Linked DNA regions of Mus musculus: all the other regions are linked to region 1. Evidence: chromatin contacts called from public promoter capture Hi-C data. All regions are on one chromosome and are shown on one strand. The core of a region is the stretch at or near the end of the contact, and the rest is flanking DNA. Distances in the headings are between cores, read along the strand shown.

Region 1 (3,377 bases), core at 477-2,976:
CCTGGATGAAGTTAAGCGCCACGTCCAGGGCTGCCCCCCCCCCCCCCCCCGCCCAACCCTCCCAGTATAGGAAAAAGGGTCGAGGAAGGAGGCGAGCGGGAACGCCCGATCTGGTCTAGGCCCTTCACAGCGCAGCCGGGTTTCAGGGAGCCGCCCCTTCTCGGGCAAGAGCCCAGCCCCACCCGCCCACACCCGGGGCCGCGACCCCAGGGGAGGAGCGGGGGCAGCCAGCGACCCTGCCGCGGCGTACGCAGGCGCCGCCGCTGCCACCGTCGCCGCCGCCGCTCGGGTCCGGCCTCCCCCCCCGGAGCAATAGGCTATCGATTCAGCTGCCTGTCGCTAGGAGCCCCGAGAGAGCAAGGCCTACACCGCCCGGCCGGAGCCCCGGCCTCGATTGCACCACTTTCCCCCACCCCAGCGGGGAGACCCTGGAGGCAAGTAGGCCCAGCTGAACCGGGTGGGGGAGGAGGCGAGCAGCCCTGCAACAGGAGCCGCGCGGGTGAAGGGGGTCCTGGAGCCCGCCTCCCGCCAGTAGGTCTCCCGGGGGGTCCTCCTGAAGCCCTGCCTCCCGAACAGCGCATCCAAGTTCAGGCTGGTTGGTGTCCCTAGGTCGCTAGAGCCCTCGCCACTCTCGGAACCATAATAAAAACAAGACGCTGAAGAGGCTACCACTGCGTGCTGGGAGATGGGATTGGGCCCTGAGAGAGCCAGGGGGAGGGGACGCCTCTCTGCTACCCGTCACCACCCGCCCGACCCCGCTGGCCCCACGGTGTCCGGCTCTGTCACCGCCGGCCTCCGGCTCCGAGGCCCCTTTTCTCCATGACACCGAGGACTGGGGCTCGAGCTTCGCCTGGCCTTTGGCGAGCCTTGGTCTCCCCCCCCCCCCCGGCCAGCCCTCCCCCCAGTGCCCCCCGCACCTTTTAAACTACGCAGAGGAAGAGTTTGCCAACCAACTTAGTCAAACCGTAACCTCGTCCCCCTCCCCGACCCACACTGGTGGGGCAGGCATCTGGAGGGACCACTTTGCACTTGGGATAAAGCACATTAAAGACCTGTCAACCATTTTAGGTCTTTTTTTATATATATAGAAGACATCCTCCTCTCCTTCCCCTTCTTCCTTCCCTCCCCCCTCCCTTCCTCCCTCCCCCTGCAATGGTATTAATTTCACACCAAATCTTCCCACCGCTGGAGAGGGGTTGAGAAGGGCGGGGGTGGGGACGCAGGGCAGCAGGAGGGTGGCGGGGAAGGGGAAGGGGCAGCTGGAAGGGGAGCGGGAGGCGCGGGGAGGGGAAGGAAGGGGGTTGATTTACCTGAGACCAGCCACTGGCCTCCATTGTTGGAGAATTCAATGGCATTGACACAGCCGAAGTGGCCGAGAAGGTCCTTCTTGTAGAGGTTTCTGCAGCCCCGCAGGCGTCTCCTCTGAAAGTCCTGAGTGAGCAGGGGGTCCCCATGCAAGCCCCGCTGGGACAAGAAGCCCACCACTGACCTCATGCTGCCCCCCAGGCCAGCTCTCCTCTTCATGCTGGAACCGCCGCCGCCACCGCCGCTGCAGCTCGCGCCGCCGCCCCTCCCTCGGCCGCACGCCGGGCCGCCGCTCCCCTCCCGTCCCGTCCCTCCCCGCGCGCAGCGAGCCGGAGGCTTCTTTAACCAGCCATGGCAGACGGAGCGAGGTGTGCAGACGGTCGGTCGGCGGCGTTCGCGGCTTCCTCACGGTCGCGTCCCTCCCTCCCCTTCCCCCCTAGGCTCCGCCTCCCTGCCGCCTCCAGCAGCTGATCCCCAGCTGCGGTCGCGCTTCCGCGGTGCGGGGCTCTTCCGCCGGCCGCCGGGCCGGAGAACGCGGGCGCCAGCTGCCCCTCCCCCGCGGACGGCTGCCCGGAGATGGCGGGCGGCGGCTTGCAGCGGCCGCTGACCGCGCCGAACCACGGTTGGCTCAGGATGGCGGCGACGGGGCACCCCCGGCACGCCGCACTCTGAAGTTGGACACGCGTAACAATCAGAGTGGCAGCCGGCCTGCGGGCTCACCCTCCTTCCCTGGAGGGACAGCGGCTCGCCCAGCGCTGCTCGCTGCCTCCTGGGGCGCCCAGTTCCCTGTTCAAGTGAGGGAACCCACGATTGGACTGGACGTCTGGAAGGAGGTTGTCTGTGGGGTTTTATCGGTGCACCTGCCCTTTCCAAAAATGTTGATACACCCTTCTATTCTCCAATTCAGTTTTCTAATTGACACTCACCACCACCCCCACCACCACCCCCAGCCTATCGGTTTAAAAAAAAAGGCAGAATTATTCAAGCTGATAGGACACTTGGGTTTAGGGGGTTGCGGAGAGGTGAAAAGAGAATTGAGCTGATATAGTAGCCATATAGTAGAGCGTATGCTTTTTGCATTCTTCAAGTTCTGGGTTCAATCTCTAGCACTAACAATCCCCACCCCCCACTCCCAAAAGAAAGTGAGAAGAAAATTGCCAAAATCAAATTGAGAAGGTCCTCTGTCCATTGGTTCCAGATGCATTTGCAAGCCACAAGAAACATTATGAAACGTAGCAGTATCTTATTTCATTGGTAGGGGTGAGGCCAAAGGTCTTGAGAATGGAGGCCTGGAGATGCACAGCTGTTAACCAGCAGCCACAGTATAGTCCAGAAGTAGCTGCCTTTCAATAGTGCAGGAGTCCTCAGTTGAGTTGACCTCAGTGAGGAAACTGGGTAAGTGCACTGGAATTTTACCAGGTAAAGTTGAAAGTCCCCTTTTCAATGGAGTGCTTTTCCAGGAAACTATCCTCTATCATTAGTGGTAATTAACTAACCTGAAATAGGCAGGTGTCAGGTTTGCCCTTTCAGTTTAACACGAATTACAATCTCAGGACCAGAGATGGCACAGGAGTGGTTAAATACAACCATAGGTGAAAGATGAACTAAAGAAATTCTTAAGATAAAGATGGGGAATGAGGAAGAGGTTCACCTGTCAAGCAAAATTATTTTTTTGCAAGTAGTTAATTCAAAAGTTCATATAACAACATTCTAAATTTATTAGAAGGTCACCAAACCCAAAAATGAGAATTCAAATGGAATATTATCCCTTAAATAAGAAAATGAGGGGCTGGTGAGATGGCTCAGCAGGTAAGAGCACCCGACTGTTCTTCCGAAGGTCCTGAGTTCAAATCCCAGCAACCACATGTTGGCTCACAACCATCCGTAACAAGATCTGACTCCCTCTTCTGGTGTGTCTGAAGACAGCTACAGTGTACTTACATATAATAAATAAATAAATAAATCTTTAAAAAAAAAAAAAAAAAGAAAATGAGTAATGCTTAAAAAAAAAATCCTGTGCACACTGTGGTTTGTACATATAATCCAAGGACTTGGGAAGTGGAGGTGGGAGA
Region 2 (3,377 bases), core at 467-2,966, 1.3 Mb before region 1:
GGTACCAACTTCTGTATTAGTCAGGGTTCTCTAGAGTCACAGAACTTATGGATAATTTCTAAATAGTAAAGGAATTTATTGATGACTTACAGTCGGCAGCCCAATTCCCAACAATGGTTCAGTCGCAGCTGTGAATGGAAGTCCAAGGATCTAGCAGTTACTCAGTCTCACGCAGCAAGCAGGCGAAGGAGCAAGAGCAAGAGCTAGACTCCCTTCTTCCAATGTCCTTATATTGTCTCCAGCAAAAGGTGTAGCCCGGATTAAAGGTGTGTTCCACCACACCTTTAATCCCAGATGAAAGGCATAGCCCAGATTAAAGGTGTGTTCCTTAACTCGGAGATTCAATCTTCTGGAATCCATAGCCACTACGGCTCAAGATCTTCAAACCAAGATCCAGATAAGGATCTCCAAGCCTCCAGATAAGGGTCACTGGTGAGCCTTCCAATTCCGGATTGTAGTTCATTCCAAATATTGTCAAGTTGACAACCAGGAATAGCCACTACAGCAGGCTACAGAGTCACAGTTAAGAGTACAGTGTTAGACAATCTTGCCACTGTATGAAACACTCAATATGTCCATTTTATCATACTGTAAACTTGTGCTTACAACAAAGAATGCAGATCCTTCTATCTCCCCTAGCTTGCTGTGTCTGTGGAGGCAAGAAGCATCGGATTCCCCAGAAGCTGGGGTTAATGGCTATGCATAAAACTCTGCAAAAACCAGGTCCTCTGCAAGAGCAATGTGTGTCCGTAATTGCAGGGCCATCAGCCACTATTTACTATTAAAACCATGAAAAGCTCCTTGATATTTTTGGATTTGTTTCAGCCTCCTTTTAATTTAGAATGATCAGAATGTGTTGATATAGTTGGCCTCTAGTAACCAGTGCTCTTATTGTTCATGTAAAGAACTGAAAACAGGGGCCCAGAGAGGTAGCTGAACAGTTAAGAGCATCTGTTACTTTTGCTAAGGGCTTGGGTTTGATTCTCAGCACTCACATGGTGGCTCATAAAGGTCTGTAGTAACTCTAGTTCCAGCAAATCCTATATCCACTTCTGACTTCCCTGGGCACCATGAATGTCTGTGGTGCACAAACATATATACAGGCAAAACACTCATACACATTTAAAAAAATCTGAAAAGGAAATAAAATTTTGTTTAAAAAAATTAAAAAAAAAATCTAGAAAGTAATTGCTTGGTAAATTCTAAATTCTCCCCAAAGATCCAAGGTAGGTGAGTTTTTAAAAAGCCAGACTCAAGAGGACACTGATGGGGTAAATGTTTCTAGGATTTTAAGCTTTGAGATAGAAAGCTGCAGATGGATGCTGACTTGGTGTGGGTTAGCAGATGACCCCGGGTGCGGGCAGGCCACGGCCAGTGCCAACTCTTCAGCCGAGATAGCGCCTGGGGCGGGTACATGTGTCAAGTTCTCAAGTTCCACTGAGGTCTCCAACCTGGCAGGGACGCTGCTTCCCGGGAAACCACACAGGTGCCACTCTGATCAGCGGCTTTATGGTATCCGCCTTGGTGGCTTAGGCATCGGGGGCGGGGGGAGCGTGTCCAGGGAAAGAGAGGACAGGTCCAATGGTGACTTAACGGCAGGCGCGTCCCAGGCCCTGGAGAGCTGTAGTCCTCCGAGAAGGTGCGCCGGGGGCTGGTTGGAGGCGTGTCCGAGAGATGCTGACGTCACAGGGCGGTGCGCTCGCCTAGTGAAGCATCGAAGCTGTGGGAGGCTGCACTCACTCGAGGTCCTGAGTTGCACCGAGCCGGTTCTCCTAGGGTAATCCCCTCCCTGCCAATCATGTTCCTGAGGAGCAGCGCCTCCCGTCTCCTCCACGGGCAAATTCCTTGCGTCCTGACGAGATCCGTCCACTCTGTAGCTATAGTCGGAGCCCCTTTCTCTCGGGGACAGGTGAGAGCTGCGACCCGAGCTGACGGGACACTAAGCCTAGAGAGTTTCTTGGGGCCAGGAGGGAGGAGGGGGGAAAAAACGGGGGGAAGAGCTCGCGGGATCCCATGGCGGGTACGTGGAGCGCACGTTGGGTTTTCCTGGACCCAGATGGAGATGAGGGACTGATGGAAGGCAAGGGGGTGAGAGAGGGCACTGGGCATCGAGAGGGAGGGAAGTGGGCATCGAGAAGCGAGCATCTGCGGCCTCCAGGACGACGGAGAGTGGGCATTTCCAGCTTTGGGGTGATGACAGGAAGGAAAAGAGAGAGGATTCCATGGAGGAGCTGGAGAAGGCAAAACCGGGATCGTTGAGAAATTGTCGGAGAGGAGGTTAGAGACGGTGACCGGGGATTAAGGCAGGCTTCAGGTTCTATTCTTGCAGAAAGAGCATTAACCTGGAAAGAAATTGATGTCGGTCTCTGCAACTGCGGGAGGGACGAAGGGGCTTTGTTCTGCCTTCAATGAAAGGAACCTGCTGTCGCGGAGGGCGCACTCACTGATGGGGAAGCTAGGTGCCGCGTTCTGCCAGATACAGGTACCGGATCAAAGCTCACTGAGCCCTTTCCTGATCCGAGACTTTCCTGGTCTGGCTCTCAGTGAGGGACTCAGAAGGTTGATTTGCTTTCAAGAACAGAATCTTCCCTCCGCCCATTAAGCATTTAGTGAAACGATCAGCCTTCTACAGTAGAAGTTTTGATGCTGTGAAAGGTTTGCAGAGGAGTCTTTTAGGAGCTCCGGGTAGCAGCAGAGATTTCTGTGTCAAAGTGTTTCTGCTCCTTTCCTCACCTTCTCTTATGTCTGTGGGGTTTGTATGATTCACAGAAGAAGCTAGGAGTGGAATATGGTCCAGCTGCCATTCGAGAAGCTGGCTTGCTGAAGAGGCTCTCCAGGTTGGGTAAGTGGTTGGATTTCTGTGTTTGTTCCGGAAGGGGAAAAAACCTGTTCAGAATCTCATCTCTTCTATCCTGATCCTGTGGTAGCAGCTTGGCACCTGTAATTTGTTCCCATCTGGTATCCTTTGGATTCCTTCTGCAGATAAACATCTATCAGGGAATCTTCAGAGGAAGTCTTCTTGCAGATAGTGTTGGGGAAAGTGAAGCAGAGCAAAGTAGGTCCTGGAACAGTGTACTGCCAGTGTACTGCCAGTGCAGCTAAGGATTCTAGCTCGCTCAAGAGCTAACTGCTCAGTTAACCTTTCCTGGTTACAAGGTAGCTTTCCTAACTCAGACTTGAGCCAAGCCTGAGTCATCCACCACACGTGTTGCCTCTTTCCAAACCATTTCCTCTCTGGGGCTAGTGGGTTTGTATTATTGTAACCCTGATGTAGATGTTTTTTTTTTTTTTTTCCCCAAAACTACCTAATTATGAAATCACTTGGGTGACTTGTTCAAAGCAGTTCCTAGCTAGCCTCCTCCATGGAAGAGTTCTGA
Region 3 (3,377 bases), core at 433-2,932, 1.3 Mb before region 1:
AATGGCAATACAAGCCTTTAATCCCAGCACTTGGGAGGCAGAGGCAGGTGGTTTGAGGCCAGCCTAGTCTACAGAGAGAGTTCCAGGACAGCCAAGACTACACAGAGAAACCCTGTCTTGAAAAACAAACACAAACCCAAAAAAACAAAAACAAGCAAGCAAAAAGAGCATCCTAAGAATAACTGTGTAGAGAGCTAATATTTCTAAATAAAACAACAAACACATATTAATAATAGCTGGTAGCTCTTACTGTTGCCAGACGGTGTTTTTAATAGCTTTACATATCTCATTTACTCCCCACAAAAACTCCATGAAGTCAGATGCTACGTTTTACTTTATAGTGGAAACTAGTTTGGTTAAAATAACTTGCAAAGTCACATAGCTAATAAAAGGTGTATGTAACTTAGATAATCTGACTCTAGAACTCTTTTCTTTCCTTCCTTCCTTTTTTTTTTTTTTTTTTTTTAATTTTTGATAGAGTCTCAAGATAGAAGAATCTAGCTGGTCTGGAACTCTGTGTTGCTGTGTAAAACCAGGCTGGCCTTGAACTCACTGAGATTCTGTTTCTACCTCCCAAGTGCTGGGATTAAAAGTGTTCACCACTGGCAATCTCTTGAATGGCAGAAAAATATTTTGTCATACACTGTTATCTTTAATGCACAGGTAGACATTCTCATCTCCAGCTCAAACGAGTATGCGCCTCTTATTTAAGTTCATTCATTCAACTGATCACGTGAGAAGACACGGCCCCTTCTCAATCTTCCTCCTCACATCCACCAGTCTCATAAATCTCGGCACCACCTGTTGGATTTAATGCTCACTCTCCAGATTCGCATGCTTACCCAGTCAACTGTCATAGAAGCTCCTAACACAGTCTCTTATAGCCATTCTCACATCCTCTATCCAGCTATCCGCCGCCTTGCTTCTAAAATGAAATCCACATTACTCCGCTGCTTATGTTCCTTAAGGATTTACCCTAGTACGTCAAAAAAGTCTAAATGTGAGACTTCCGGTTCCTCTCCAATGTAGCTGTCTTCCTCCCCTCACCTCCCGCCACTGTCTCACATATAAGCTAATCTCCATGGTTACAACTATTTTTAAAATTTCATTGCCTACCAAAATGCCAAACTCCTACATGCCCAACTCCAAATTAAGGGTTTTTTTTGTTTTTTGTTTTTGTTTTTTGTTTTGTCACAGGAGCACAGATTGAAGAATGCCCTATGCTACTGGGAGAGGAAGATAACTAAAGGCTCGCTAGGAGAGGACATCCTAATGTCTATCCCTTTGCACGCCCCCAGTCACCACAAGAGGCAGCACACCCTGGGCGTCCGGGGCCCGACAGCAGCAGGGGGCGTGCCCAAAGGGGAAGCGGGGAGCCCCGGGTCGGTGTTTGGGATCCTGCACCCTGCGGAGTCCTCCCGGCCTGGTCCCGCCCCCGCCTCACCTGTCCCCGCGGTCCCCAGCAGCCGCTCCGGCACCCCTTGTAAGTCTTCAAGGAGGCCGCGGAAGATCTCGTGCAGCTTCTCGAAATGCTCGGAGGAGGCGGCGGAGGCGGCCATGGCGCAGGTTGCGCGTGAGCTGCGGCCACCGGGCGCTGGGCCCACTCCCACCTCAGCAATCAGCTGCCCAGCCCCGAAGCCATCACTGCAGCCGCACCTCGGCCTCCCGGAATCAGGCGCTTCCGGGGTCCTCGGAGCCGGACGCCCTCCCCCTGCTTGTCACTGCACGGGCGCCGGGCGCCAAAGCCTGACAAGAAGCCGGGGCGGGGACGACACTCAGCTACTACAGGGGCGCGGTCTCGCGCCAAGACGAGCCGGTGGCTCCGACCTGGAGACAAACAGTGGGCACAGAGGAGGTACCAAAGGGAAGGGCCCGAGGGAGCCCGCGGGACTGGCGCCTCGGCCGCCTCATCCGGGCCCGCCGGTCCTGCAGTGCATACTGGGAATTGTAGTTAAGTGAGGGAGGACGGCCGTGCAGGGAGGGCCCGGAGTGCCAGCGGTGTTGCGCAGACTGGCTAGCACACGCCCCTCGCTGTCATCGCAGTTCCTTCTGCCACCTGACTTCATATCCCGTCTAAATGTTCAGTCTCAGCCCTAGATAGATGAGCAGAGGCCTGCCTACCCTCGGATGGTATAACTCTAATAAAAGTGGAGAGATTAAGTGGCCAGGGTCACATGTTTTCAGAACCGGAAAATGGGCAGTGTGATCCCAGAATACCCACAGCTTTTAGCGGCTGAACCAGTCCAGACCATTAGGCTGCCCCGGGTTCTCATTCACAACATGTTAAGAATAGACATTTTGATAAACCAAAGTTATATATTGATCAAAGTAATTTTGTCTCTGCCCTTGGGTAATGTATGATTTGGTGTGGAAGACAGACCCATCTTATCTGCCCTTATGTGAAATATATCAACAATTACGAAGTCCTTTCTGTCCTTCCATAGATATAAACCCCTGTGTATACTGTTGGCAGGGTTTCCAACAAAGGGCCCACTCACAAAAGTTTTCGTGGTGATTCAATATTTATACATGGAAATATATATATATATATATATATATATATATATATATATATATATATATATATATATATATAAAAGGGTGTTACCGAGGGGTACAACACTTATCTAGCATAAGCAAATCCTATAGTCCATCTTCTAAGGTGTGTGTGGGAGTGGGTTCCTGGTGATTTTTGTCTTTGAAGCCCTGGGTTTTACAAGCTTGAATCCACCAACCGTTAAATTCAATGAAAAAATAAAAACAAAACGCAGTGTGCAGGGATGACAAAGTCTGATGTTGTTAGCAGTGGTGCGAAGTCTTAATATTTTTCTTATAAAATTAAAAGGTAGTTCAAGAGTGTTGTTGTTCAATTTTAATCCTAGCACTTGGAAGACAGAGGCAGATGGATCACTGAGTTCGAGGCCAGCCTGGTCTACAGAGCACATTGCAGGACAGCCAGACCATATAGAGAAACCATGCCCAAAAAACATAAAATTAAAAAATTTATACTTGAATATGTATGAACACATGTGAGGGCAAGTGCCCTGCCTGTGGAGCCCAGAAGAGGGTGTTGGGTCTTTTGGAGCTGGAGTTACAGGTGGGCTGCCTGCCATGCTGTTAAGAGTTGTGTGTGATCCAAAGAACTGTGACATTTCTTCAACCCCAAGTCTTATCTTTCTGTCGCAGAAATAGATATAAAAAGGAGCTCCTGCCAAGACCGAGAGATGTGGAAACAGTGACCTTTGGTCGGTGTCACGTAAGTAGAAAATGATTTGATGATTGGTCTGGTGATCACAAACCAAATTAACGACACTTGCATTTTAGGTGTACTATAGTGATTCTGGGACACAGGCATCCAATAGAATGGGAAATAACTG
Region 4 (3,377 bases), core at 511-3,010, 1.2 Mb before region 1:
ACCACCACCAAAAACAAAAAAACATTCTTTCATTCTGGGACAGTTTTGAGTGTGGCAGCAAACGGCTCCTGACTAGAAATGGACACATTATTGTACAAAAGATCTTTTGGGGAAACCACTGGGGGCCATGCTAGGCTCCTACTTTTCTCATCTGGATGCCAGGATATGTCATTGGAAGATGAAAAGAGGGGGAAGCGGAGGAGTGGAAGAAGAGGAAGAGGCATTTACAGTTTTCACACTTGCTCTTATTCTGTAGGCTCTGTTCTTACAGAATGTTCTAGACCATGGTGACATCGGCCACAGCTGTGTGACTCCACTTGACAAACCACCACCAAAGGTCAAATCAGAGAGTAGCCCCTCATCTCTGTTTTACAAAGCTGCTGTCCCACTGCTGTGTCCTCCCCTGAGTCCACCTGACCTGAGAATCATCTGAGGTGAGTGGCCCGAGTGGCCATGTGGAGACTTGCAACTGATAATCACTCCCATTGGATAATCAAGTAAACTGAGGCAGCAGAAAGACTCAATAACTTGCCCAGGACCTTGAAGCTTGAAGGATGCTGAGCTGGGATTTGAGTCAGGAATTTGAGTCTAGCTCGAGAATACTTAAACACTCTACTCTTGCTTGACATGTCGTTGGGTGTGTCAACTTCACTGAAGTGTAATGTAAAGAACACACACAAAATGCCCAAATCAAAAGCGCCCAACTCAGTGATTGTTCACAGTAAGCACACCTGTGTACTAGCACGAAGATCAAAGACCAGCACATTGCCAGCCCCACAGGACCTTCAGCCACTCCCTATTTCTTCCATTTATTTATTTTTAACTTTTACTTATTTAATTGGTTATATATACATGAGAGTGCAGGAATGCACAGGCTTCAGCATGTGTGGAGGTCACAGTGTCACTTGGAGAGTTGGCTGTGGGACCTGGGAACCAAACTCAGGTCACTGTGCCTGTTTGCTATTGCTGATACCTGCTGAGCCACTTTCCCTGCCCTGTTAATTTACTTTGGGGTTTGTAGGGACATGCATATGGAGATTAGAGAACAAGTTTTCAAAAGTCAGGTCACTCCTTTTACTTTGTCTTCGAAGCAAGGTTTGTGCGTACCTACCTCTTGATCCTGCAGTTCCACTTCCTCGAGGCTACCTGGCCTTTGAGCTCCAGTTTCCATTTTGAAGTAGGACTACTGTGGTTACAGACGGCAGCCACTCTTCTGGCCTGAGCTGCCACATCTGACTTCTACATGGATCCTGGGGATTGGACACATACCAACAAGCTCACATGGAAAGTGCTTTGACCTACTTAGCCATCCTTCTTACTATCTCTCTTCCATTTTTAATCACACATATTTCAAGCATCATTAGGACTTGGAGGATTTTTTTTTTGTTTGTTCGCATGCTTGCTTTTTTCTTTGTTTTGTTTTTTTTGGTTTGGTTTTGTTTTGACACAGTTTATTATGTTGTTTAGGCCAGTCTTGAACTACAGACTCAAGTGATCATCTGCTTCAGCCTGCCAAATACGTTGATTATAAGACGTTGTCACTATGCCTGGCTTTTTTGAAGCCTGCTGATAATGTGTAACATATTCTATCTTGAAAATAGCGTGTTGAGGAGGAACTCCAGTATTGCCAAATTCTCACTGCCAATATAAGGTGAAGCCCTAATCTTTCCTTAAGCCCCACCCCTCTAGGACTACAACTCCCAGGAGGCTGTGCTCTGGCGGCTCTCGGATTTAAGTAAGATTCTGGGCATTGCTTAAGCCAGCCAGTTGCTGAGTGTCCCAGAGTGAGAGGAACCAAGAACCAACAGAAGCTGCCAGGAATTGGAGCCAGAGAAGGATCCTCGGGCTAGGTTGAGGGTGGGAAGCAGCAACTAAGAAAGTTGACAAGATGCTGTTTATCTTGGTACTGCTTACGTCCTTCCTCTCCATCTTGTATCTGACAGCTCCATCCATCAGGTTTGTTTTAATCCAGCAACTCAAAGATACTTTACGAAGATGGTTTTGACTTCTAAAAGAAGAAGGAGGGAAGGTGGCGGAGGCGAGATTAGTACATTAAAAACAGGAAAGGAGGGGTTCTGGATGCCTCTGCAGAAAACGAGAAGGAAGCACCTGGGTGGGAGGAGGTGGGGCTGATTTGAATTCGGATGCCGAGGAAGGAGGAAGGCGGAGTAGATGAGTCCTGTGGCACTTTCCTCTGATTCCTTTAGGTTTCTCTGACACTTTCCTTTTCTTTTCTGTCCCTAGATGAGGTGAGTGTCATGGGGACTTCATCGTTAAGGGACTCCTTGTCAAGTCTTAGGCACTCTGGAAAGGAAGCAAACTCTCTTCCCTTGATACTTCTCTCAAGAAGTGTTTTGGAAATGATTCACTGGGGATTTGTGGAGGTGCCAAGAAATGGCTATTCTATGTGGGGGCTTTAAATTTTGTTGATGATTAGAAAGGTTAGGAGCCAGGTGTGGTTGTACGTGCCTTTAATCCGAGCACTCAGGAAGCAGAAGCAGAAAGAACTCTGAATTAGAGGACAGACTGATCTACAGAGCGAGTTCCAGGGCAGCCAGGGCTATACAGAGAGACCCTGTCTTGAACCTTTGCCCCCTGACCTGACCCCACCCCCACCCCAAAGGAAGGTTAGATAGGCATACTGAGGACAGAGTGTCAAAGTGTCATACTTGGTCCCGGCCACCCTTAGAAATGACTTAAACATCTTTGGGCTTCAGAGGTTTTTTTTGTTTGCTTGTGTGTGTTTGTTTTTGTAATATAGAAGTAATACTGAAATGGCAGGGGAAATTAATATAAATGGCATATGGAAAGATAATATGTATGGAAAATGTGGAAAGATAGTGAGTGCAGAAACTATTTAGCATGGAGGTAGACTGGGTGCAGAAAGTGTTTAAACCTAGACAGAAAATGTATAGAAAATCAAGCCTGGGATAGACCTCATGAGTGTAGAAAAGTGTCTAGCCTAGTCTAAATATTGGGTGTAGAAAGTCTAGCCTAGGCTAGACAGTGCATGTAGAAAATATCAAGAAAAGACAGTGTATAGAAAGTGTCTAGCTCAGTGTCTGCCATCCAGTGATGTTCAGGAAGTATTCTAGACTCTCTGGTCTTGTTTTCAACAAGAAAGCTTTCTCTGTGTGCCAATGGCCTAAATAAAATCCATAATAAAGTGCCAGAAAGTCACTCAGGATGCTCTCTCTCTAAACAAAAAAGACAACTGAGAGGGAAGTAGTTAATGTGTCAACCCAGATGCTATCTGCTAGTTCCTATAGTAACTATTGGAGCCATAGGGCTCAGGACCATTGAGTCCTCTAATGTGTATCACCCATGTGATTCCAATGTGGGTCAGAGGAGGAAGCTGACCCGTGGAAGTCTAGAGA
Region 5 (3,377 bases), core at 356-2,855, 1.1 Mb before region 1:
GAGAGGACTCATGTGTAGTGTGCAGAACTTCTGTATCTTTATTACAGTGGGCGTATATCAACCCCTGAATGGATAAAACTGCATAGTTTTTTTTTTTTATAGTAATGCACTTTTCCTGGTTTTGCTGCTTTAGCACACACAGCTGGAATGAGATGTCACAACTGGGGAAGCTGGAAAAAGCTTGTGCCAACTCTATTGTACTTCAGCCTTTTGTGGGTCTATGATTATTTCACAATAAAACATTTTAAGTCAATGCATTTTCAACTCTTTGTCAGAGCAACACCATCATCAGTCTCGTAAGCAAGAGGAATGAACAGGGTTTGTCTTTTGGAGACAAAATGCAGTTAAGCCATCTTCTATGGATAATAAACAAGAAATGATATTCAGGATCCTTTTGGTAGTCAGGCTTAAACTCAGCTGCAGAGCATAATTCATGGCCATTGGAGTACATTAGATGTAAAATACATTACACAGATAAAACATCAGAATATTGAAATGTGTTCCCCGTCTGCTAACTTTTTAAGATAGTAGCTGACTGGGGGGCCATAAAGACTAGAGTACAGCCGGGCGTGGTGGTGTACACCTTTAATCCCAGCATTCGGGAGTCAGAGGCAGGTGGATTTCGAGGCCAGCCTGGTCTACAAAGTGAGTTCCAGGACAGCCAGGGCTATACAGAGAAACCCTGTCTCGAAAACCTACACACACACACACACACACACACACACACACACAGACTAGAGTACAAACACTGAACCACTATCTTCCTCTCTTAGATCCTGGTAGGAGCGGGGATCGCTTACCTTAGCAGAATGGGACACTGCACCAGCGCCTGTAGTATGTCCTCCACCTTTTGGGGGATCTCTCCTTGTCCCCGGTGTAGTTGAGGTACACATGCTTGTGCCAACTCCCAGTCTCCCCTCCGCAGGCACTCACAGAAAAACTCAAAAAGTTCCTCCTCTGTAGCGGTTTCCTCTTTCCCAAATGGGTAACTCATTTTCCCAGCACAGAGTGCAGGTAGATAGAAAATAGAGGCGTTACGCGAAATACATTCTCAATTTTCTCATCCGTGAAGTACCCCCTAGAAACACCACACGAGCTGAGAAGAAACGAAACTTTAGATGAACCACCAGCTGCTGGCCCGAAAAGAAACGGCAGAACTTACTTTTCTAATGACTGTTTTGGGTTTAATTTGACCTGTTACTATCTCTTTTTGAGAGCCGTCTCTTTCTCTAAGGGGTGTACCTCATCTTCTACCGCAGACCTCACATATAACAATCTTAATATTTTTGCTAGCCTGGGGTGCAGACACATACATTTACTTCCGCATTCCCTCCTGAACATTTTGTCAGGCTACAAATCTCTAGGTTGGTGGATGCCTTGGTAAGGATGAAAACTCCCTTGGTTAGAGCCTTCTGTTAAGACAGAGGCTAAAGATTAGGGGATCAATCTGGGACTGAACTGTGGAGCCGGGAGGCTGGGGGACAGGGATGCTCCCCCTAGCGGGGTCGTGGACAGCACCCTCGCAATCTTCCCTGCGCCTTACACTCACCTGCTCCGGGAGTCGAATGCATTTTCCCGTCCAGAGCAGCCATGTTTGATCCCGGTCAGGTGACAAGTCCCATTGCGAAGAGTGGTGGAACGGGCGGCGATGACGAAAGAGAGCGCCACTCTTATTGGCTCAGGAGAAGCAAGATGCAAATCAAGTGCCGTGTTTGTTTGAATCACGTGATGCCACCTGATTGCTACGGGGACTCTAAGGAAGAGTTAGATCCGCTAGCTACAGGACTGAGGACTCTCCCTAATTATGATTGCTCCTTCTCGCAACATCCACAGTTATTCATTTCGGGGGAGCTGGGGCCAGGAATATCTGTGTTCCACGCTCCGTACCCGCCACTGTTTTGTTTTGTTTTTGATGTCAACATTTTCTCCGTGCCAACCAGTGATAGATGATAGGTTAGCCACAGGAATTCTGGATCTTCCTGTATCATTATTCTATCTAATTCTATCGTGTGTATATCATATATAATTATATATCCATCGAAAGACTGAGGTCGGTACAAAGGAGTTGCAAACGAAAACAAAGAGTGAGCAAAGGCTTTTCACAAATCATGTAATCAAGTCAGTTCTTAAGTTTATTAGTTTTTCTTAACGCAGCTGTTTTAAATACGAAACCTACTTGACTTCTTTTATTTTTTCAACTAAACTGAGTGGTTCTTTTTCAATGTATTTTAGTTTGAGACGCTTTAGTTAGTATTTCCCGGACATTTTCACCATCTAAATGTGTTGAACAGTGCAAAGGAAACACAAAACTCTCATCCCAAAACGGGAATAGGGCATATTGCCCACCCTTTTTCCAACCCCTCAGCCCCCCAAAAGAACCTTCTCTGGCCCAGGAAATAACTTTAAAATGCGATTCACTGAGGAAAAGAATTTCCAGTCAGGGTTTTCCCTCCTCTACATTCGTCTTGAAAGGTTCCGCTCCTCGATTTAAGCAATCACTACAAAGGAAAAATTTAATTAGATTAACCTTCGAGACTGAACTACAATTCCCAAAATACAGCTGGGCTAACCCGAGATTTTCCTGCTTCTGATTGGATAAGTCGCCAGAGTACCAACCAACCAGAGCCCCAGATGTTGCTGCTCGCACTTTTCGCGGGTAATTGTGTGAGGGTGGGGGAAACTTTGAAAGTTCCACGCTGCTGACCTGGTACTGGAGTTTTCTGAGGGGGCAGTTGTGGGGAGGAAGGTGTGTTCATTATCTTGTGCTCCCTCTTGGAGCCTGTGGCTGTTGATACCGGGGTCGCGGAGAGTCCTGCGTGTTGAGCACGTACTCTGTAACGGGGCTCGTCCCTGGAACCCGGACGGGGTCCTGGAGCTTCCGACTTCCTCTAGGGAGGCGAGTGATGCTTGTAAGGTGCTCTGTTTTATTAGGAAGTTTTGCGTCAGGTTTTCTAACTCTTGATACTTCTTCCTCCGCTCTTGGGCAAATTAGGCATCCGGGCAAGTTTAGGGACTGTCAAACTTGTGGTGTTAAGAGCGCGGAATCTGGAGTCAGATCTCTGGATTCGAATGTTGGCTCGATCCCTTGGCTAGTTCGTGTGTTTATTAAAAACATCCGAAGCATTTAAAACTAGTGTCTGGCGCATAATAATGGCCCAATAAATAAATTAACCCCTCAGCCTCCTCAAAATAGCTGGGTTTTGTTGCTTCACTATTTTTATTGAGCGCCTAACAGAAATTCAGTCTGAGATGCTGTCTCCTCTGTCTCGTACGCGCTTACGCACACATCAGGAAGAAAGAAAAGCATACACTATAATAACGCACAGATCAGATTAAGGAAGAAATAAGTGCAAAGTGTGGAGATAGCACTCGAGAGG
Region 6 (3,377 bases), core at 326-2,825, 1.1 Mb before region 1:
GTCACAGGGAATATGAGCTGCCCCAGTCCCGGGACCTGAACTCGGGTCTCCTGGAAGAACAAGTGCTCTCACCTCTGAGCCTTCTCCCCCACTCTTTTTCATTCTGTTTTTGAGGCAGGTTTCACTGTGTAGCCCTGGCTGGCCTAGAACTCACTATGTAGGCTAAGCTGTCTTCAGGTTTGTGGCAGTCTTCCTGCCCCTGGATCCTGATGTCTGGAATTAGAGTCATGAGCCATCATTCTTGGAACTATTTATTTTCTTTAAAAAGATACCTTGCCTCAGATTTTTTTTTTTTAAGATGGCAATAGACTAGTATGGGCTGGTTTTAGCTTTAGTTACTTGAATGATGGATTAGACTTTCCTAAACTTAGAGAATGTACTTAATGAATTTTATTCAGTTTTGAAGTGTTTTATGACTAGTATTAATATTTCTAAAAAACAACTTGTAAGTAATAGTTATGAATGATTTCTAGTGTCATATTTGAAGGCTGTAATAGGCTTTCTTTCTGTGAAGACTGAGTAAGGTTGCCATCTAGTAATAACTCAGTGTGGTTATTTAAAAATAAATATTTAACATTTATGTTTATAGAGTACTCTGCGATTTTTAATTAGCCCGAACCGGTGTTTATCTCTGCAAATGTCTGGCAAGTGCCTTGTGCAGCATCTGTTCTGTGCTCCTTGTTAACGGACTCGTGACTTGTTCTTCTTTGTCCTTTGTCTTTTGTGCACTTTCCAGCTTGTGTCAGGGAAGCTTATCCCATGTTCACGTTGAGCTGATTTGTCCAAAGATCACCTTGCTGCTCTTACCGACCAACAGTTCACTCAGGAGCTGATGATCTAATTCCAGGGTGCGAGAAATTTTTTAAAGCTTCTGGTAATTTTTCTCGTTCTTGACTGAAATCTGATGAACACTACTTTCTTTCCTAGAACATGTCTAAGGGTATGTGACCACTAAATCCTTGCTGACCTTAGTGAAAAGTCTTATTTCTGGTTTTGCATATACATTTTTAAAAGAAAATTTAAAAGAATTATCTATCTATCTATCTATCTATCTATCTATCTATCATCTATCTGTGTGTGTGTGTGTGTGTGTGTGTATGCTGGTGCCTCTAGGGGCCTGTAGGGGACATTGTATTGGGATTTCAGGCATTTGTGAACTGCCTGATGTGGGTGCTGGAATCTGAACTCCGGCCCTCTCATAACGGAGTAAGTGCTCTTAACCTCTGAGCCATGTGTCCAGCCCCTATATTTACATTGATCTGTGTATTTTCTTGTGGTTCAGTTCTTGGGATTGACATTGTGGTCTATAGACTGGCAGAAGCATCCCCTTTGCCTGTTGGAATTTCAGGCCCTCCCTTTGTCCTACTAAATCAGAGTCTTTGGATGCATAAAAGCTTCAGAGGTGGTGTTCAAGTCCCCTCAGCTCGGGCTTTATTTACTTGCGGCTGGAAACATCCTGTTCTAGTTTCATTTCTGTTGCTGTGATAAAATATTGTGACCAAAAGATACACAGGGGAGCAGAGTGCTTGCTTGGCTTATATTCTGGGTTATAAGCACCACTGGAGGGAAGCCAAGGCGAGGAACTCAAACTGCTAGTCACAGCACATCAGGGAGAGTGCACACATCCTTACTGCTGCCGGCCTGCCTGTGCTCAGCTAGCTTTCTCTCTGTAATACAGTTCAAGCCCAGCCTGGGAAATGGTGCTGCCCACATCAGGCTGGGTCCTCTTGTATCGGTGAACAATCCAGGCGTCCACCCCAGACATGTCGCTAGCCAACCTGATTTACACAGTTCCTCAGTTGAGGCTCTTAGATGACTCTAGGTTGTGGAAAGTTGATGGTTAAAAACGAGCTGGCCCCAGTGGCACAAGCCTTTAATTTCTGCTTTGGAGGCAGAGATGAGCAGATCTCTGTGAGTTCAAGGCTGTCCGGTGGTCTACATAGCAAGTTCCAGGATAGCTAGGGCTACATAGAGAGACTCTATCTCCAAAAAGAAAAGAAAGAAAAAACACCTAGCCATCACAATCCTCTAACAATCTAGACCGCCTTCCTCTGAGGGGGTGCTGCCCTTCCCATGCATGCCGTAAAGAAGCAGGGAGGCACTATTTCTTCTGCCATAGAAACATCATTTATTGAATCATTATATAAACATACTTTTATTGTACTCTGAATTACCGTTGGCTTTAAATTTGTTAATCGTTATTTTCGGTTGAAACATAAAACTAGAGTCTTTACAACTGTGGTCAAAAGGACTTTAATGTTGTTTTTGGCAGGTCAGGCTATGAGCATAGCCCCACTGGTTACAAGACAGCTTAGAGAGTCACATTTTACCTCCCTAAGGATTGCTCCTATCCGTGTCTCCCAGCTCTGCTCCTCCTTCAGGTAGACAGGGTTCTGAACTGCACTTCTCTTGTAGAATCATGACTCTCTAGGGACCAACTCTGGTGACTAGAAAAGCTGCTGACTTGGGCATCTCTGTTACAGACTTTCAGCCCCCTGCTGTGTCTTTGTCCACTAACAGCAGGGGCAAATTAAGTCTACCTGCAGTCTAGGAATGGTAGCTAGCTTTTCTTCTTTTCTTTACTACGTAAATGCCATAGTTCAAAAGCAAACTGTGTTTAAAAGTTTTCTTGCTTGTGTATCCACTTGGAGATCTTGACAGTGCTAGGTAGGCTGATGCAAGTATCGAGTTCACAGAGTAGACTGTTAGGTTGTAATTAATAGATGGCAAACCGTGTCTGTGTTGTTTTGCAGTGAGAATTCACTCAAGTGTAAGCTTTAAAGGCAATACTTGTAAAGAACGGGAGACTCTGCCGATTGATTTTTATTCTTGTAATTTGCTAGTTTTCCTGTGTGCTAGACTTTTCCATGGAGGCTGTGAAAATGAAGCTCTCCTGCCCACGTTAGACGAGATAAAATTGAGACTGGGAAGATGAAGTAACACAGAACACCCTACTCAGGAACCTGGAACTATGTGTCCCCAGCTGGCTCAGCTCCCCCAGGGTCTGCGAGGCAGGTGGGCATTCTTACGTTTCTGAGGGCACCTTTGTTGTTGTGTGAGTTGTGTATTATATAATACTGCTTTAATATGGAAACAAATAGCTAGCAAGCAATCTGGTTGTTTAGACTTTGATGTCTAGAGACATTTCTCCCCCTGCCTCTTAAGAAACAAGTGAAAAACTGTCATTGCTACTAATAACATTTAAATATTGAAACAAAAGTGATCATTTGGAAAACTCACACTGAAAAACATTTCTGATGAGACTGGTAATAATTGACCTGTGAACATTAGGAAGCTCTGCATGGCTAATCTTTCACATGATTGGTGTGTGAACTGTAAAACATATTGGTAAAGATCTTTTTTTTTGGAATACAAAG
Region 7 (3,377 bases), core at 377-2,876, 1.1 Mb after region 1:
CCCAAAGAACTACCCAGAGCAAAGCTTCTGTATAAACCACAAAGATTAGCAGAGAGTTATTCCCATAAATATGATCAACTTCCAATTTTCTCATAACAGGAAGACAAAATATATGATTAGTTCTGAAAGCTGTGCTTTACACAGAATAGTCAGCAGTGATTAAGCTATTGCAAACTTATAGATAAGGAAAGTTAACAGACTATGCTAAGTAGTGGCCATCAGAATAGAAATTCACAGTAACCAATGATTTATTCAACTCTTGGAATACAGTATCTAACAGAACTTACTGGAGTCAGTTTAGCCATTCACTCACTAATGACAACAGTAACAAATACACACTGCTTACCATATATCAAGACATTGTCCTAAATATTTTCCAGAGAGCAAGTGGCTTCATCCTAACACTATATGTGAAACGCTTCATTTCATAACTGTCTCCATGTTACAGAAAAGAAACTACAAGAATCCATCAGTTAAGTTATTCTGCCAATACATTAAAACAAGCCAAAAAAAAAAAAGCAACAACAACAAAAAACTGGTAAGATGTTAGATTTAAAACAAAAAACAAAAACAAAAAATCTTGGCTCTAAGTGGTGAACCCTAAACCTAAAATGTTAAGGCCATAAAGAAAACTGCAAAGCCTAAGGAAGGCAGTGACACGATGTAGTAATCCAGCTATGAGCATCCATGAGGAAGACCACACAGCAACGCTAAATGGGAATTTTCCTGTCAGAATCACATGAAGTGTTTGTTTCAAGAATTGTTTGATCCACACTGAATCCAAATTTCTAAAGGTGAGACTAGAAAACAACATTTTCATTTCAATATTTTGCTAAAAAGTAAAAACGAAAACGCCCAAGTAATGGTGGTCAAGTGTGGCCAGGTCTGAAAACTTCTGTAAAAGGTCTCCGCCCGCTTTAGCATTCCAGTTGATATGGTAAATTGATTCCGCAAAAATGCAGGCAGGGACCCTAGCACCGGAGAAACTGTGAGACACTCAGAAACACACACACACACACACACACACACACACACACACACACACACACACACACCGCCGTTCGCTGCTCCTGTTTTTACCTGAACGGGCCCTCGGCGAAGAAACAAGGATGGAGCAAGCAACTGAATAACGGATACGGCGGCTCCCACACGCTGGCTAAACAGCGGGCTTTTTCCTGGTCTTGGCTATTGCCACCAACAGCAAGAAACCCGTCCTGGCCATAAACGCCTGTGGTAATCCGACTGGATTATGGGGCAGAGTCCTTGGGTCCGTTATCTAGCTAACAAAAGATGCCAATGGACTCTTTGCTCCGTGCCCGATAGCGTTCTGGGAAGCCGCTCGGTCGGGGCCTGCCTGCTCTCCAGCCAGGTAAACCCGGCTCCGCCAAAGCAAGGGACGCAGCAATTACTCCCTCCATGTCCCGCGCCTACCCGAAGGTCCTCTCGTCAGGTTGATCTCTTCCTCCGTGACTAAATAATCCACCCGTCCGTTCATATCTGACTGCTCTCCGGCCGGAAACCCCGGGTCAGCGGGTGGCCAGAGCAGGTGAAGGTGAATCAAGCTCCGCGCTGCCTCCCCAGCATAGCTTTTACAGTTTCCTCAGCGGTCAGACCGGAAAAGGAAACCGCGGGCACTGGGAACGTGGAGGATGCTGGGAGTGGTGGTTCTCTGAGCCCACCAGCGTTTTCCGGTACCTCGCACTGTTCTCAAGGCCGATCCTGAGGAGCCATGAGCAAAGAGAGGTATAATGCTCGCTTACACTGGAAGAGCATGGGGAAGGAGAGAGGGTAATAATGGTATGAGATAGAATTACATTGATACGTTTGACATTTTAAATAAAAATCTCAAAATATCTACAAATGTGTGTGTGTGTGTGTGTGTGTGTGTGTGTGTGTGTGTGTGTGTGTGAGAGAGATCTTTTATGAGCCTCAAACCACTCTATGAAAGGCATCATAGGCAAAGTACTAATGAGATTGCATACTTGGGTGGGAAATTGTAACCTTTTGTGCAATACAGATGAAATCCAATGTGATGCCCCATGTAAGAAAACTTGGTAACACTGCTTCAAGTTCCTTCGTTAGCAGTCCCCGTGTTAGTTAATAAAATGTATCCAAATAAAAAAATGAAACCTCCCCCCATCTCTCCTTCTCCCCCTCCCCTCCTCCTCCTCCCCACTCCCTTTCCCTCCCCCTCCCCTTCCCCCTCCCCCTCCCCCCCCTCTCTCTCTCTCTCTCTCTCTCATCAAGCAAGTGTTCACTGCTTAAAGCAAGGCACCTGGGCTGACACACATGACAGGAAGTGAGGATTTCCCTGATATTTACATCTGAGAGCATTGTTTTCCAGGGCCTTATGCACAAGATTTCTTAACTTAGACCTGACAAGACTCTTACTTAACTTTTAAATAGATGTATATATCCCTGGCTTGCATTTAATAATAGGCCTATCTAACTTAAGAAATGTGTACACATATACAGAGGAAAGATAATCATAGGCTTGTTCAAGAAAAATCCTCCAAGCAAAAGGAGGTGAAATGTCCTTTTCACAAAATGATTGCAAGACTTAAGATGTGACTTTCCAGCCCATCTTGACTTTTAAGATCGGACATTCCAAACAGAGGTGAAGAAACTTTCAGGTATCAAAACTACAAAGGCCTTAAGGACCAGGAAGGTGACCATAAATATGTATGGTGACTCAAGGGACTCCTGTGGTGTTAAGAGAATCAAAGACTGCATAATCAGACTATGGTATTCAAAGTTATGGCTAAAAGCCAAGCCAGCAACTCAGGTTTATTAAAACAAGTCAGAGGTGGATTCTATAGGAATGAGACAGGACAAGAAGGCAGGGAACCTGAGGCATGAGGGGAGAAGGATCCTGTCATCTCCAGGTCTGATTAAAATCTCTTGCCGGGCTGCTGAGATAGCTCAGCAGGTAAGAGCACTGACGGCTCTTCCAAAGGTCATGAGTTCAAATCCCAGCAACCATATGGTGGCTCACAACCATCTGTAACAAGATCTGATACCCTTTTCTGGAGTGTCTGAAGTCAGCTACAGTGTACTTACATATTAAGAAAGAAAAGGTAGGAAGGAAGGAAGGAAGGAAGGAAGGAAGGAAGGAAGGAAGGAAGGAAGGAAGGAAAAAATTACCCATTTAAAAAAAAAAAAAAACTCTTGCCAACTGAGCAAGCATTCTAGCACATTGAGCAGCATTTGCTGTAAAGGCTGCTGACATAGACTTAATATTTCTTCCCTGCATAGATAATGTATATAAAATTGTCAATGTCCTAAGCCTAAAACCTCAATGTGTATGGCTCTAGGTGGACAGGAACTTCATTCCTTTCTCTAGAAATTGCCTGAGAATCTTAAACCACGTGTAACAT

The links. Promoter capture Hi-C pulls out the DNA fragments that hold promoters and counts their contacts. Capture Hi-C pulls out chosen DNA fragments and counts their contacts.
Region 2: a promoter capture Hi-C map of pre-B cells shows a contact between it and region 1, with 2.8 times the contacts expected there. The contact joins the promoter of Arg2 here to the promoter of Dcaf5 in region 1. A contact is called at or near these places in 5 of 39 promoter capture datasets (the C10 cell line, cranial neural crest, hippocampal neurons and 2 more) and 2 of 115 datasets of contacts at active chromatin or transcription factors (embryonic stem cells and large pre-B cells).
Region 3: a promoter capture Hi-C map of liver shows a contact between it and region 1, with 3 times the contacts expected there. The contact joins the promoter of Vti1b here to the promoter of Dcaf5 in region 1. A contact is called at or near these places in 9 of 39 promoter capture datasets (the 3T3-L1 cell line, the C10 cell line, the HPC-7 cell line and 5 more), 1 of 484 Hi-C or Micro-C datasets (B cells), 4 of 115 datasets of contacts at active chromatin or transcription factors (astrocytes, large pre-B cells, pro-B cells and 1 more) and 1 of 9 other capture datasets (liver).
Region 4: a promoter capture Hi-C map of second pharyngeal arch cranial neural crest shows a contact between it and region 1. The contact joins the promoter of Rdh12 here to the promoter of Dcaf5 in region 1. A contact is called at or near these places in 13 of 39 promoter capture datasets (the 3T3-L1 cell line, the C10 cell line, cranial neural crest and 7 more), 1 of 115 datasets of contacts at active chromatin or transcription factors (forebrain) and 1 of 9 other capture datasets (liver).
Region 5: a promoter capture Hi-C map of liver shows a contact between it and region 1, with 6 times the contacts expected there. The contact joins the promoter of Zfyve26 here to the promoter of Dcaf5 in region 1. A contact is called at or near these places in 19 of 39 promoter capture datasets (the 3T3-L1 cell line, 3T3-L1-derived adipocytes, the C10 cell line and 12 more), 2 of 484 Hi-C or Micro-C datasets (B cells and CD8 T cells), 15 of 115 datasets of contacts at active chromatin or transcription factors (the 230-238 cell line, the NIH/3T3 cell line, astrocytes and 10 more) and 3 of 9 other capture datasets (adipose tissue, liver and pancreatic islet).
Region 6: a promoter capture Hi-C map of the C10 cell line shows a contact between it and region 1, with 14 times the contacts expected there. The contact joins the enhancer-like site here to the promoter of Dcaf5 in region 1. A contact is called at or near these places in 8 of 39 promoter capture datasets (the 3T3-L1 cell line, the C10 cell line, the HPC-7 cell line and 6 more), 1 of 484 Hi-C or Micro-C datasets (bone marrow-derived macrophages) and 8 of 115 datasets of contacts at active chromatin or transcription factors (bone marrow-derived macrophages, embryonic limb bud, forebrain and 5 more).
Region 7: a contact with region 1 is called in a promoter capture Hi-C map of cranial neural crest. The contact joins the promoter of Synj2bp here to the promoter of Dcaf5 in region 1. A contact is called at or near these places in 2 of 39 promoter capture datasets (cranial neural crest and liver).

Annotation. Positions count from the first base shown.
Region 1 is chr12:80,434,875-80,438,251 of GRCm38.p6, forward strand. Dcaf5 (DDB1 and CUL4 associated factor 5) reads right to left here and starts at 1,727. Exons shown (of 9, transcript NM_177267.5): 1 at 1,311-1,727. The coding sequence starts at 1,524.
Region 2 is chr12:79,129,072-79,132,448 of GRCm38.p6, forward strand. It overlaps Arg2 (arginase type II), which reads left to right and starts at 1,717. Exons shown (of 8, transcript NM_009705.3): 1 at 1,717-1,909; 2 at 2,770-2,842. The coding sequence starts at 1,799.
Region 3 is chr12:79,170,776-79,174,152 of GRCm38.p6, forward strand. It overlaps Vti1b (vesicle transport through interaction with t-SNAREs 1B), which reads right to left and starts at 1,683. Exons shown (of 6, transcript NM_016800.3): 1 at 1,445-1,683. The coding sequence starts at 1,559.
Region 4 is chr12:79,207,153-79,210,529 of GRCm38.p6, forward strand. It overlaps Rdh12 (retinol dehydrogenase 12), which reads left to right and starts at 1,761. Exons shown (of 7, transcript NM_030017.4): 1 at 1,761-1,956. The coding sequence starts at 1,889.
Region 5 is chr12:79,294,677-79,298,053 of GRCm38.p6, forward strand. It overlaps Zfyve26 (zinc finger, FYVE domain containing 26), which reads right to left and starts at 1,606. Exons shown (of 42, transcript NM_001008550.1): 1 at 1,550-1,606; 2 at 801-1,096. The coding sequence starts at 994. It overlaps Rad51b (RAD51 paralog B), which reads left to right and starts at 2,606. Exons shown (of 11, transcript NM_009014.3): 1 at 2,606-2,656.
Region 6 is chr12:79,339,151-79,342,527 of GRCm38.p6, forward strand. The region is part of intron 7 of Rad51b (RAD51 paralog B); the gene reads left to right. Among named protein-coding and RNA genes, the nearest start is that of Rad51b, 44 kb to the left of the region's middle. Within about 2 kb of position 1,576, at least 19 of the 459 cell types and tissues checked have an H3K27ac peak or open chromatin away from gene starts, as enhancers often do.
Region 7 is chr12:81,531,285-81,534,661 of GRCm38.p6, forward strand. It overlaps Synj2bp (synaptojanin 2 binding protein), which reads right to left and starts at 1,627. Exons shown (of 4, transcript NM_025292.7): 1 at 1,432-1,627. The coding sequence starts at 1,495. Gm20498 (predicted gene 20498) reads right to left here and starts at 1,627. Exons shown (of 6, transcript NM_001309848.1): 1 at 1,432-1,627. The coding sequence starts at 1,495.